2 separate regions of the Pan troglodytes genome follow, and region 1 is linked to region 2. A link is a contact called in public Hi-C data. All regions are on one chromosome and are shown on one strand. Each heading gives the region's core, a stretch centred on a gene start, on an enhancer-like site or on the middle of the called end of the contact. The rest is flanking DNA. Distances are from core to core; before and after follow the strand shown. Region 1 has its middle 160 kb from the start of ZNF608. Region 2 holds the start of ZNF608 (zinc finger protein 608).

Evidence for each region. A called contact is a pair of places that touch in the nucleus more often than the background predicts.
Region 1: a Hi-C map of stem cell-derived neural progenitor cells shows a contact between it and region 2, with 5 times the contacts expected there. The contact joins the enhancer-like site here to the promoter of ZNF608 in region 2. A contact is called at or near these places in 1 of 7 Hi-C or Micro-C datasets (stem cell-derived neural progenitor cells), 1 of 1 datasets of contacts at active chromatin or transcription factors (stem cell-derived excitatory neurons) and 1 of 1 other capture datasets (stem cell-derived neural stem cells).

The regions. Positions count from the first base shown.
Region 1 is chr4:122,657,053-122,663,881 of NHGRI_mPanTro3-v2.0_pri, forward strand. No RefSeq gene overlaps it. Among named protein-coding and RNA genes, the nearest start is that of ZNF608, 160 kb to the left of the region's middle. Within about 2 kb of position 3,054, at least 11 of the 24 cell types and tissues checked have an H3K27ac peak or open chromatin away from gene starts, as enhancers often do. A contact at or near this core is called in stem cell-derived neural progenitor cells and stem cell-derived neural stem cells, where this site is marked.
Region 2 is chr4:122,501,831-122,509,609 of NHGRI_mPanTro3-v2.0_pri, forward strand. ZNF608 (zinc finger protein 608) reads right to left here and starts at 1,690. Exons shown (of 10, transcript XM_016953710.4): 1 at 1,390-1,690.

The DNA.
Region 1 (6,829 bases), core at 1,804-4,303, 160 kb after region 2:
AAGGTCAACACAGCAAATCACTAGTAACCCTGGAAGGCTAACCTCTCTTTTCTGTGATTTCTCTGAATAATGAGGGATATGGCAATAGGGATATGGGGAAACCAGTGATTTCAAAAGACACTTTGATTCACCTTTATAGAGTCTCAATCTACAACTTTCTGTTTACCATACTCGCTTAAAAATCCTTGTCAAAGTGCAGGAAACCCCTGATATGCAAATACGCAGCTTAGAAATGATCCAGCCATCCAGACATCAGCCTCCTTGTTGTCTTTTTACTGTCAACTGATCAACTGTGGGGAAATGATGTGGGCGGGAGGTGGCAGACAAACTTCAAGAGACACAGTTTAGAAGCCAGTGGAGAAAAAAGTGGGAGAGAGGGTTCACCACAGAAGAATAAAGAAAGAGCAGATAATCTCTAAATACATTCACTTTTTCATTCATTTAGTCATCCACGTGGGGTTAGGCTGTAAAGTTGCCACAAGACAGTGAAATTCACAAACCCCTTTTTAGTTCTGGCGCTTGAGGCACTGCGCTAAGTGCTGGGAATACAGATCCAAGATCTGTCTACAAATAACTCTAAGCGAAGATGGGGTGTGAAGAATTGTATGGGAAAAGTACAAGGCAAATTAGAACACCATGTTTGGAAGGTTTATTTCTGGCTGAGGCAACCAGGGAAGGTTTTGTGTCCAGTGATGGGTCCATGATGGATGAGCTGGGCTCTGTCAAACTTCTAGTATTCAGAAGTCAGGCTAATGTATTATGACCACTTGATTGCAATTTTAGGCCCAGAAGGTTTCTGTGGGGCATTCTAGGATTCTAGTTGCTTTTATAAAATGTGGTAAATACACAAAGCAATGGACATAGTGAATAACAAATTTATACTAGTTGGTCTATAGCCTTTTGGTATACCAGGTTTATGTTGTCACTAATTTTTACAAGTATTCAAGAAAATAGATGTTATAATATCATTTTATAGATGAGGAAACTGAAGTTCAGGAAGACTAAGTCACTAACCTTCACTCGTAAGTGGGAAACTAATGGAGTCATCTTCAAGCAAGCAAAGCGCCAAACAAATGATTCTCAGACAAATCATAATGTGCATAGATCACCCCACCATGCTCGTTTTTAATTTTATTTTATTTGAGACGGAGTCTCGCCCTGTCACCCAGGCTGGAGTGCAGTGGCACAGTCTCAGCTCACTGCAACCTCCCCCTTGCCGCCTTGGTTCAAGCAATTCTCCTGCCTCAGCCTCACGAGTAGCTGGGATTATAGGCATGCAACCACCACGCCTGGCTAATTTTTGTGTTTTTAGTAGAGACGGGGTTTTGCCATGTTGGCCAGGCTGGTCTCAAACTCGTGACCTCAAGTGATCCGCCTGCCTTATTAGCCTCTCAAAGTGCTGGGATTACAGGCGTGAGCCACTGCACGTGGCCAACCCTACTGGTTATTTAGGTAGGCACAGTGTGTAGAATCTTCCAGCAGAGGAATATTTTGAGAAGGTGAGTTACTGTCTGTGTATTTGACCCCCTTTTTTTTTCCTATGTAATGCAAACCTTTACAAAATACATTTTCTTTTCGATAAGATGACATCCTTTTTATTTTTGCTAAGTATGGTTTTATCCTCCTCCTCTCTGTTTAATGGGAGCAGCTGTCCCAACGACAGGATTTAGCTTAAGTTAAAAATAAGAAGGAAAATGGTGTGCGTAAATGTGAGGACTGATCCTCCCTGAATGTGAGGTAATAGTTCTTAGGGAAAAGTAAGCTGTTCTTACCCTTTTTGTTTTGCCTTGCCAACTCTGGCCTATGTCTTCAGAGGCACCTAAGTCTTCAGTGTATTAATTGTTCAGACTTTTGACTCCAAAAGGAGGTTACTTTTTAAAGGCTGACCAATTGCTTTGGCTATGCTGTCTTAAATGTGGGTCTCTAAGAAATCAGTATGAGCAACTTTCTTTGAGCCTTCAAAGTAAAGTCAAATGCTTGCTCCTCAGCAGGAAAGTGACTTTAATTAATTCTGGACGACCTTTCCATTGAAAAGCAAAACACTGCCCCAAGGCTTTTTAGAAAGGTTAGGTTGTACCTTTTCCCTCTTATTGTTGTGAGGCAGATATTAGTGTTCCTCACACAAGTCTTTCCCTCCTGTGTTGTTGTGGATGAGTGCACTTCTTAATAAAGGAAAAACAAAACAAGCAAGTAAAAACCCCTGTTTGGAGCCAATTAACTTCTTGATTCTAACAAGAACTGAACTGGAGTATAAAATCTTCCATCACAATAAAATATGACTAAAGACCTCATCAATACTCATTTAGCAAATGCTTTGGACTGAACCATCTTTTTCTAATACTTAGGAATTCCATTATTTCTTATTTCAGTGAGCATGTTAGAAAAAAATTAAGTGAAATGGGATTAGGTTTGCCATTTGTCATTTACTCAGAGTAGAATTCCTGTCTGACATGTGGGCACTCATACCAGGGGCTTAATGCTTTTAGTAATTATAAGGATCATGTAGAGTATGTTGATTGGTGAGGAAAAAAATCTTTATTAACTGCTCAGAAATAGTTAATTCTTCATTAGTCAGAGCACTGCACTAGAGGCTGCTGCCTGTGAACCATGGATTAGAGTTTATGATAGTAATAACCTCCCTGAAAAAACATTTGTTACTATACTTAATGACCAGATTTTAGTGCATTAACCTTCCTTGGGAGGTCAACTAACAAAATGGATGTTAACTGCTTGTAACAACCAATTCCTCTGAAATTAATATTTAGATGCCTTTGGTGTCAAAAAACCTTCCTTCCATATCAGGGCATTAAAAACACTTCTAAATTATTAATAGCAGGCAGAATTCAATGCCTGAAAGATTTCCATGCCAGTGCTCTTTATCCTCAGCCTCTTCCCATTTTCTCCAACAAAGTTCTCTTATGCAGGAACAAGGAAGGCATTCAGGAAAATTAAGTCTCAAAAATGCATGTGGGTCAACAATGCACTGCAGTTTTGAAAAGGTCACTCTTTAAGTTCAACAGAAATAAACATAATAGGAGTGTGAAGGCAGCCCTGAGAGCACACTGAGAACCTGACAGGGACAAACTCCCTGCCAGGCCTCGGGCTGCACTGCCACAGCCCTATCACCACCTGTCAGGAACTCCTTAACGACATTTTTGCATCCCTTCTGCAACTGACCTCCTGGCTTGGCTCTCCAGCCCCTCCCCCTCCCTTTAAATTGGAAACAAACCACACTTATGTCAAAACGGCTTCTGAACTAGTTCCTTCCTGAGCAATCCCAGAATATAAAACATGTTCTGAAAAGCTGCACCGTTCCCTGGAGAAACTTTATGATTTGGTTACTGCAGCAGGGCGCGCTGCTCCTTGGCCGTGGTAGCCTTGAGTCAGTGCCAAACAATGAAGCAATGCTATTATTAGCCTTTCCATTCAATGGCGACAAAACAGTCCATGTTTCTATTTTCAGACTGTTCTCTTCTGGTGCAATAGATTTGCCAGAAACCTAAGCCTCAGGGCTAGCACTGGACCAAAAGGGCAAAGTAGGCACCTGAAGCCAAAACATGCACAGTGGCACAAATGTGAAAATGCTTTAATGGTAGTATTTTTAGGCAGAGGTAAAATACAGAGCTGGCCAAAGTTCTGTCTGCTGAAACCTCTGCTGGTTTTTACGGAGAGTTACTGCTGGGGTTGGGATAGAATACCTGGGATCTCTACCATGAAGCTGCCCAATTTAATAATTTTCCCAAATTGCAACTGTGTAGTAACATTTGTGACTCAGTCATTTAAACTGGCCTGTTGGCCAGGCTCAGTGGCTCATGTCTGTAATCCCAGCACTTGCGGAGGCCTAGGCGGGGCAGATCCCTGAGCTCAGGAGTTCGAGACCAGCCTGAGCAACATGGTGAAACCCGTCTGTATCAAAAAACACAAAAATTAGCCAGGCTTGGTGGCGGGCATCTGTAGTCCCAGGTACTAGGAAGGCTGAGGTGGGAGAATCTCTTGAGCCTGGGAGGCTACAGTGAGGTGTGAACACGCCACTGCACTCCAGCCTGGGCAACAGAGGGAGACCCTGTCGTGAAAATAAATAAAAATAAATAAATAAATAAATAAACCAGCTTGTGTGCTGGCACAGAACGATAGACCAATATTGCACAGAGTTGTGACTTGGATGATAAAGGTGACAAAGTAAAATGCCTGTAAGAAAGGGTGATTTCCTTATGACATGATCAGTTACAAGCCCACCAGGATGTTTCCGGAAGAGTCGGGCAACTTGTAGGCATTCTTTTTGAATGTTACTTTCTTTTTTTTTTTTGAGACGGAGTCTCGCTCTGTCGCCCAGGTTGGAGTGCAGTAGCGTGATCTCGGCTCACTGCAAGCTCTGCCTCCCGGGTTCACGCCATTCTCCTGCTTCAGCCTCCCGAGTAGCTGGGACTACAGGCGCCCGCCACCATGCCCGGCTAATTTTTTTTTTGTATTTTTAGTAGAGATGGGGTTTCACTGTGTTAGCCAGGATGGTCTCGATATCCTGACCTCACGATCCGCCCATCTCGGCCTCCCAAAGTGCTGGGATTACAGGCGCGAGCCACCGCGCCCGGCCTGATTGTTACTTTCTGATGGATTACTTTTGTAATATTGGAAATTTCGTGTATATGGAGGTCCATAACATTTTTGGCCTGTTTCCATTTGTAAATAAGATTTGCATTCTGACCATTCAAGCCGTGCAAATTCTGTATAATAATGATTTTAATTTAATGCCCAGATTCTTCATTGCTTTGGGAATACTGTTCTTGCTAATTGAAAGGTCATTATACCATTACATATATATTATTCCTCTTTCCTATTGTAGCTGATTCTCTCCTTGTGTATATTATTTTAGGAAAGAAACACTTGCAAGCAGGAAGTAAGCAATTATTTCTTTTAAACTGTGACAGATTTTGTATATTTAATTGTTAAAATTTCAGATAATGGTATTTCTTTTAAGGTTTGGTGTTTTATTTTTGCATTTAAAAATAAAAATAAGACAATTAGGCTAAGTTTATAAAAGGAAAAAATGTGATATCTTGCTTTCTCAAATCTCTTTTGCTAGAAATTATTTTTAACAGAGACATTTGGAGAAAGAGCTCTTCCCAAATATAAAACTAAAATATGAACTGTTGACATTTCCTCCACTCCTCCCCCATTTTCTACAGAAATATCATTTATAGGCTGCTGGAAGCCAGCTTTTAGTCACAGTGTTTTCAATAGTAGGAATGATTAAAACACACTTATTGCCTTGGTCTGCTTTATCTCTAAACTGATAAGATTTCTGAAAGCTATTTAACTGTCATGTGAATCATTAACTTCATTATGTTTACGGAGAATATGTTATCTCCCCTGCTTCTTGGGGACATGGATCCTTCATCAGCGACCTGGATGGCGCTGAGTGTGATGCAGGTAATGTACCTGCACAATTTATTAGTAGCCGGTAAGAGTTTCAAATCAGGATGTTGATTATAGTGTTGTTCACTTAATGAACTTCCATGCACTGCTTCCTGAAAACCCTTTTATGGTTTCTGTTGGCTCCATATGGCATTCTGATGAGCTTACACTTCTCCTTAAGTGCTTCTGTATCAGAAAACAAGAGCAAAGCTGAAACAAAGTGAGTCATCTGGTTTTGTCTTTGCTTTCACTGCATGAGATAATGTGGAGGTGTTAATTACAAGACTTCACTGAGTCTTGACTAATAACAGTGTGCAAACAAATGTATGTCAGGCTCAGCCACAGAAAAGCTTCTACTAATAAGGTAAAACTAGCAATTAGGGCTGACAATGAAGTAATACTTTCCGTTGAATATTCATTAATGACGTTCTTGTTTGGGAGAAGGGAGGCTTCTGATTGTTCAGATGGAAACCTAGAATAGGTCATTTCTTTTAAATGAATTAAACACTGTGTGGTGAGCCAGTGTACTGGATTAATTCCCTTTTGTACTAATGCACTGACCCTTTGCTTCAAAGGCAGAGCCTGGATGGCCACTAAGATTCTTCAATCTGTGACCTGGGCTTAATAGGGACAAATTGAATTCCCACAAAGAGAAAAATGATAGTGACCATAGAACATCACTAACAATGTGCTGGAAATACTACATGTTTTATTGAAATTCTTCACTGCAGCTCCTAGGGTTGTAAGAATAAAGAGTGTGATAACCTCACCTAACCTAACTCATATCACTTAGTCTACTGTTCTCTTTCCACTCCCCTCCCCTTCCTTTCCTTCTCTTCCCTTTCCCCTTCCATTCCCTTCTTTTTTTTTTTCTTTCAGAAAGCAGTTTGACATACATGGTATAATATGAAATACATTTGGTCTGTGTCCCTGGTTTCTGCCTAGAGCTCCTAATCCCCCTGGCATTTCCTGATAGGAGTATCTTTCGTTGTTCATCATAAGCCCCTTTGATACTTCCTGAGTTCATGCTAATGATTACTTAGGGTAGGGCCCCTAGATGGCCTCAGGATGGGGCCAGATACCAGAAAGACCAGGTGATTAGAGAATTAGGGGTTTGGAACTTTCAGCCCCACTCATGTATTATGTATCTCTGGGAAGGAGAGGGCTTGAGGTCAAGTTCTATACAAACTCTTGAACAACACGATTTGATGAACTTCCAGGTTGCTAAACATGTGGAGGTGTTCATGGAAGATCCATGCCGCTTCCCCCATACCTCGCCCTATGTATCTCTTCATCTGGCATTTCATCTGTATCCATTATAATAGCCTTTATAATAAACCAGCAAATATAAGTGTTTCCCTGAGTTCTGTGAGCCATCCTAGCAAATTCATTGAACCCAAGCAAGGGGTTGTGGCTA
Region 2 (7,779 bases), core at 440-2,939:
GTCAAAAAAAGGTTTTTGTTTTCTTTTTTTTTTTTAAGGCGACCTTTTTCGGGAGTTTTTCCCTCTTATACTCGCAGCAAACGGTGTGTCTCCCTTTTATTTATTTTTTCTCTCCTCCTCCTCCCTTCGCCCACCCCCTCCTGTGTTTAGTCAGATGGCCCCGGAGCTTGGCTTAGTATTTTTAATTAGCTGGCGTTTGGAAGCTAAAAGCAGTAATGAATTGTTGATGGATTGGAAGTGGAGAGTCGCTTTGCTGGAAATGTCGGGGCTGGGAGAGGGGGATGGGCGAGTTAGTAACAACCAACCATCTAAAAGGAGCGATTTTGTTACAGTGCAAGCCTTTCACATCACGTGAGGATCAAGGGCTCAATTGGTTGTCGTGAGAACAAAAATGGTGACAAGCGTATCAAGAAAATACTGATCTGGTCTTTAAAAAAAAAAAAAAGCTGAAAGTCTCTCCCCTCCCCCTGCACACACTCCCCCAACCTCTTCCCTCCGCACCCCGCAGTGGGCGAAGCTACAAGTTATGAATGTGAAACATTTCTCGGAGATCTAGGATCTCCGAAGTTCGGAAGGAGTGAAATGTAATGAGCACAAGAGCAAAGCAGATGTTTTAAAGAAACACTTTATAAACCTTTCCTCAACTTATCTCCAATTTGTCGGCTTTCCCAAGGGGCCAGGGACGGGGACGCCTGGGGGAGGGAGAAGGGTATCTCCGAGCTATTTGGATTTTAGGGACCCCCACTTCATGTATTAAACAAAGAAAAACCTTTTGCTTGCTCCCCAGCCTGGTCCTGTAATAAATACACCATTGTTACTATTTGTGGGTTTGTTTGGGTTGGGTGGGGCTTTTATTTTTTCTCTTAATGGTATTTTTGTTGCTTGCTTTTTTAAGGAGATGGCGAATGGTAATTATAACCATTACATGTAATGAGTGACTATTCCCTTGTTTAATATTAAATTATCGGGCACTGGGATCTGACAGGAGACAGAAATCGGCTTGTTCTGCCCTTGCCCCCATTTTCCTGTATCGCTTTGGGAGGGGGGTCTGCCCAGCTAGGACAGAAGAGGGAGGGAGTAAGGTGAGCTAGAGAATTGACACTGCAGACCAGGATATGTAACTGTGTCACTTTTATTCTCCTTTGGGTTAGAGCCCAAAAGCTAATTTCCTCTAAGTTACCCCGAGTGCCCAGTCAAGCTTAATTTGTGTGAAGTTACAAATGCTTCACCCTCCACTGAATAAAATTCACCCTTCTTGGGTTGTTGTTCTAAATGCAAAAGCCAAACCCTATAACTAGTTCCTCATTTCTATGCATAAAACTCGCACATTCCCCTGCATGAAGTCCCCGCTAAGTGCTATATAGAGACACACCACGCAACCGTACTTACGGTCTGTATTGGATCGAGTTGACCTTTTCCTTCTAACTGCATTGAATGTGTTTGGTTGCAGCCGCTTTATTTTGGAAATTATAATCTCTTCAACAAATTTATTATTAAAGAAGATGGACCATCAAATGTCACAGACCGTCCTGTGTATTTTTTATAAAAGCAAAAATTGAAATTTAAAAAAAGCAAAACAAAAATCCCCCTGGTGCACACACACAACAAGCTTGTTCTGCAACACTAAATCAGGACTGAAACACAACACACACACAGGGGGAGTGGAGCAAAAGAAGCTCTCAGCCTCTATACCTGAAAGGGACTTTTCTTTGTTCCCAGTGCCCTTTCGCATCGGGCCAATCAGAGAGCAGCTTTTATGAAACTGGGCTCTCTCATTGGCTAGCTGCTTTCTCTTGGCTACTGTAGGGGGTTGAGATATACACACGTATAAAACACACACTGAGAGCGGGTGGGGGTGCTGTGGGGGGTGGTTGTGGAGACAAAGCGTTTTATTTTCCAACCAGATTGGGGTTGAGGAACCTCCCGCAGTAAGAAGGGAAAAAAATGGTGCGCCCCTTTCAATTACAACATCATTCACATAAAACACTTATTTATTAAAACAAATCTCAAACAGGCTGCGAGGAGAGGATGTCGGTAAATACAAGTTTGATTGTGTTATCTTGGGGGAAATAATGTATGTGATCGCTCGGTGGCAGAGAGAAGCCAAACGAGCCGCTAGCGCGTAGCGAAGAGAAAAGGGAGGCTGGCTGTGTGGAACTGACTGCGAGCATTTTGCCGGCTTCCCTTCCTTGTTCCAAGGACTTCGCAGCCCAACTCCCAAGACTGATTTTCTGTATTGCAGCTTCTGGCTTTCAACCCTCCCCCCACCACTTTGCCCTTCCTGCAATTTTTTTTTTCTTCCCTGTGTCTCTCTTTTTACTCGCTGATTAAATAAGAAAAATCGATCTGCGGGTAAAGGCGATGGTGGGGAAACAAGTAACCCTTTTGTTTCCAGGGCTCTGGTCTACAGGCACTGAAGTGTGAACGCAGGCGACCATTTAACCAACACTATGTGAATGGTTCTTCCCTGGAATTAGTAACAAATCTTTTCCACCTGGTGTTATGTGACTCCAAAAAAGAAAAACTTAATATTAAAATAAGGCCCCAGCTAACCATAGTAACACCTCGGGCCAGCCTCATCTTTTAAAAAATCGACTTATGAAAGTTAAATGTACTAGGAAGATTAACTGTTAAACAGTCCCAGTACACGTATTTAAACTGTGGAAGGGTCAGAATTCCTCTTCCCCCATATCTTTAACCCCACTGGTGGGGAAGGGGGCATCATGAATCCTCTGAATGCTACATCTACAATCCACAAACACAGAAATATTTTAGAATGTATTGTAGGACAAATGCCAGCAACCAAGTTAATGAGACTCAGCTCATAGGATAAGAGAGGTTAATATGAAATAACAAGTTTAGCATTTTACTATAACAGCTAACATATTTAAGCTAATGTATTTACATATATTAAGCCTTTAGAGTACATTTAATTTTTAATTTTTTATTGTTACCTTCATTGTTTTTAGAAGCTACAATATGGACATTTGAAAGTCAAAGGTTACTGTAAACTGAAAGCATCATGATCCCAAGTTTTAAAGATCCAGTACTACTGGGATTGTAATTTCCACGTGACAATTGCAATTTAAGGTTGTGTCTTAACTGAGTCATATGGACATGTAAAGTGAATGAGTGCTAGCAGAAGACAGCTTCTGATGTAAATATTCAGTGATGACTTCGTGGATCAATAAAAATATTTATGTCACATATTTTAAATAATGGCTATTGACTCATGTTTGAGCTTTCAATATATTTAGTCCATAAAAAAATTGCCAATTAGCTGTTTCACTACCATAAATGAACTAGATTTGAGGCTGCAAATAGTAATAAACAGCAGTTTCCACCCTTTATTGGGACATATAAACCAGAGGAATGCAACCTGTACTAGTCCTTAGCTCTCCCTAAGTCAATTTGTATTCAAATCAAAGCTGTACTTTAACAAATAAAATGGGCAAATTAGGGATCTGATATCTACCTAGCCTCCATTTTAGCTTTGAGATTTGTTTTATATTTTTGAATATACAGATTTTACATTTGTGTATGCCCCATTGATAAGAATACAGCACCATACTGTTTTTTAACTTTTCTTCTTCTAAAAGAGTGATTTCTCAAAGGATCAGATCACTCTTGGGCACTTCCTGTGTCCCTGGGGTGTCATCTACATCTCAGCCTTTGGAAGCCCATGCCTACCCCATATGTTATATTAGTTTGGAAATAATATATAGGTAGTTCTTAAAAGAATGGGACATTTAAAAATGAGACCTAGTGAAGCTGGAGAAGATTGGAGTTCCTCCAATACAAAACAAATTACAGCGTCTGCAGCACAGATGAAGTCTAACTAAAACCAAAGTTTAGGGTTTGTAATAATCAAATAATCTAATCTAACCCTAGCTTCAACACTTAAACCCAAACCTTAAACCTTTCTGAGAAACCCTACTGGCCCAAGATGAAGGCTTAGGCCCGACTCTACCACATATTTAACCCAAACCATTTTGATAAATTAAAGTATTTCCTTCCATTCCAACATCTCCACACTCCATTTCCACCCCACCCCCACCTCCTTCCTCCCAGGTTCTTCCAGGAGACTTTTGAATAAACCAGTGTTGTCAGACTGGCTTTTCTTGTGTTTGTTTTGTTTTGTTTTGTTTGACAAAGGGGCCAATCAAAAGGCATCAGAGGACCATCAGCTAATTGATGACTGAAACTAAGACAATTAACTACCAGTTTTGAAAATCAGAGCTATTCCTCTCACAAAATTGGGAAGTTTTCTGTATTTATAGAGATGAAAATGTTATCTTAATCTCTCATCAAGGTAACTAGGAACCTATTTGTCACCATTCTAATATCCACATGCATATACTTCATAATATCAATACACTACTGTATAATATAAGCACTATGTAATTTTACACCTTAGCGTCTACTCAGAGATGTGGTAGAAAGGAGGAGATGTCAGGAAATGAGTATTTGGAACAGAGGGGTGGAAGGAGCATGAGGATAGTGTAAAAGGGGCATTTAAAAAGTATCATCCAGCTCTTTGGGAGGCCGACGTGGGCGGATCACCTGAGGTCGGGAGTTTGAGACTCGCCTGACCAACATGGAGAAACCGCCATCTCTACTAAAAATACAAAATTAGCCAGGCGTGGTGGTGCATGCCTGTAATCCCAGCTACTCGGGAGGCTGAGGCAGGAGAATTGCTTGAACCTAGGAGGCAGAGGTTGCAGCAAGCCGAGATCGCGCCATTGAACTGCAGCCTGGGCAACAAGAGCAAAACTCCATCTCAAAAACAAACAAACAAACAAACAAACAAAACAGTATCATCCCCCTCCAACAACCTCCATTACCCGCTCCTTGGATCTCAAGATCAACTCTGCCCCTGCTTGTACTACATCATTGTTAAGGTCATCAAAAGGTCCCTTTCCTCCTTTTTTAAAGACAGACATCTCAATGCTGAGGAGGCCAGGGACTTCTAGTAGTAACACAGGAAAACATGGTGATCTTTCTTTGGTGCCTATTTCCTCTGATTTAGGGTATATTATTAAAGATCAAAGATTATTTCTTGGGCTAGGCCCAGTGACTCATGCTTGTAATCCCAGCACTTTGGGAGGCTGAGGCTGGAGGATCGCTTGAAACCAGGAATTCAAGACCAGCCTGCTCAGCATAGCGAGACCCTGTCTCTATAAAATTTTTTTTTCTTTTTTTTTTCTTTTTGAGTCAGTCTCACTCTGTTGCCCAGGCTGGAATGCTGTGGCGCCATCTCAGCTCACTACAACCCCCACCTCCCGGGTTCAAGGGATTCTTCTGCCTCAGCCTCCTGAGTACATGAGATTACAGGTGTGCGCCACCATGCTTGGCTAATTTTTGTGTTTTAGTAGAGACGGGGTTTCACCATGTTGGTCAGGCTGATCTCAAATTCCTGACCTCATGATCCTCCCGCCTCAGCCACCCAAAGTGCTGGGATTACAGGTGTGAGCCACCGCGCTCGGCTACAAAAAATTTTTAAAAAGTTAGCCAGGCGTGGTGGCACATGCCTATGTCCTAGCTACTCTGGAGGCTGAGGTAGGAGGATCATTAACGGCCAGGAGTTGGAGGCTGCAGTAAGCTATGATCATACTGCTATACTCCAGTCTGGGCAACAGAATGAGAACACGTCTAAATATATATCTATTTCTCCAGTTTTTGTGTATTTGTAAGGGAGTCTATTCCTAGGCCTACCTTTTCTATATTTATGCCAACATTGACACTTGAGATCTACTCAGGATCAAGGGAAAAAGTGGAAAACAAAGTTATAAAAAATGAAACCTACATGGAAATGGGGTTAATTTATAGGAAAAGGAACTTAATTTAGACATAATGAGAAACTTACTGGCTATCCCAGAGGATTATGGAGAAAGATTCTTATCTCTCTGGGTTTGCTTATCAACAGGATGGCCTCAAGGCAGTGGGCAGGTGTCCTGCCCTGGTTTCTAGGGAATACAGTTGATGACTTATTAAACACCCACACAAACACAAGGTCTTTGCTTTTTTTCCCTACAGGTAACATCCTGACTTGCTGAAGGTCCTCTAGAAAAAACACTGTCTCTACTTTTTCACACCTGCATGCTAAATCCAATTTAAGTTTCTGGGTAGTACTTTTAACAATATCCATTTCCCAGGCTGGATGTGGTGACTCATGCATGTAATCTCAACACTTTTAGAGGCTGGGGTGAGAAGATGCCTTGAGCCCAGAAGTGCAAGACCAGCCTGGGCAACATAGGGTGACCCCGTCTCTATATAAAATCAAAAAAACTAGTCAGGCAAGGTGTTCTATAATGCCAGCTACTCAGGAGGCTGAGGCAAAAGGATCACCTGAGCCCAGGAGGTCGAGGCTGCAGTGAGCCATAATCACGCCACTGCACTCTAGCCTGGGCAACAGAGCCGGACCCTGTTTTTTAAAAAAACCAAAAATATCCATTTCTGGATAACTGTTGCCAAAAGGAGACGAGCAGTGTTGCTCTTGGTCAAACATTTGACGTTTTGCATTATCCTGAAATATCACTGGAACAAGACAAAGCACCGAGAGCCTTGTCTACCGTGGAAGGAAGGGCCCCTGCACACCATAACATTTCAGGTCCTTTTGGGGAGCATGAAGGGTCTCAGAGAAGAAAAACATCAACAGTGTTCTCCCTGCCATGAAAGACTGTGGGACATTTCCAATATACATTTTGTAAATACGACTATTTACACACATCGTATTACTCTGCTATGTTAACTTTTCAAGATACTTCTATGCCCTATTAATTCACCTTCAGTTTAAATTCCTTAGAGTATAACAAAAAGACCCTCCACCCAAGGGAGGGAAAGTAATAACTGTCTTGACATGTCTTTACAATACAGTTTACCTTAAACAAGTTGCGATGATATAAAGCAAATATTACGTGAATTTATTTAAGACAATAATGCATTTAATTAGTAAAGCAATATAAAGTTGAAGAACTTTATATACTTATAAACCCTCTATGTTTATGTAATTCCTCATATAGTCTCTAATCCTCCATCTTAAAATAATCAAAATAAAAAGCAGCAAATTGTCTTTTTTATGCCTTGCAGCTCTAGAGAACCTAGCAAAATATGGCAAAACAATGTGATCTTTAAAGGAAAACATTTGTATACTGCTCTCATTAAGAGAAGTGCAATGTAGGTCAGTGTTAAGTATCTGAAATTGTACCTCCGCTTGGCTCGGGCTTTTGTGGTGTGGTGTGTGCAGCTATATCTGAGTGGGTGCCCAAGCAAGGTCTGAGGATCAGTTAGCAAAGTAAGGCAATTTACATCTCGTGTAATGAAACCATTTCTGGAAAAGGATTTTTCTTTTATGCCAGCGGAGACTGGCTGCATAAAGAAGATCAAAACACAAGCTACATTTAAAAAAATAAAATAAAATAAAAAGAACTACTTATTGGAGATTTCTGTTGCTGGTTTTATTACAATATGTATTTTACAGATTTAGGTAATAGCCCTGATTTTTCAAATCGACCTCTGTTTAGACACGTTTCACTTTCGGCTGTTTCTTGTCTGTAAAATTACAGTCATTTGCACGTTATTACAGTGAGTAGGAGACAGATTGTATTTAGCATTGGGTGGGGGAAGGGTTATTATGGGAAGTGATCTGCTAAGGTCAGCACATAATTTCAGCCTGAAGAAAATTGCTTCTGAATGGCTGGTCTGTTAGCTAGCCAAGGAATAGTCACTGGGAGAGACTGCAAAATACTTCTGCTTAATCTGCATTATAGAGTTATTCTC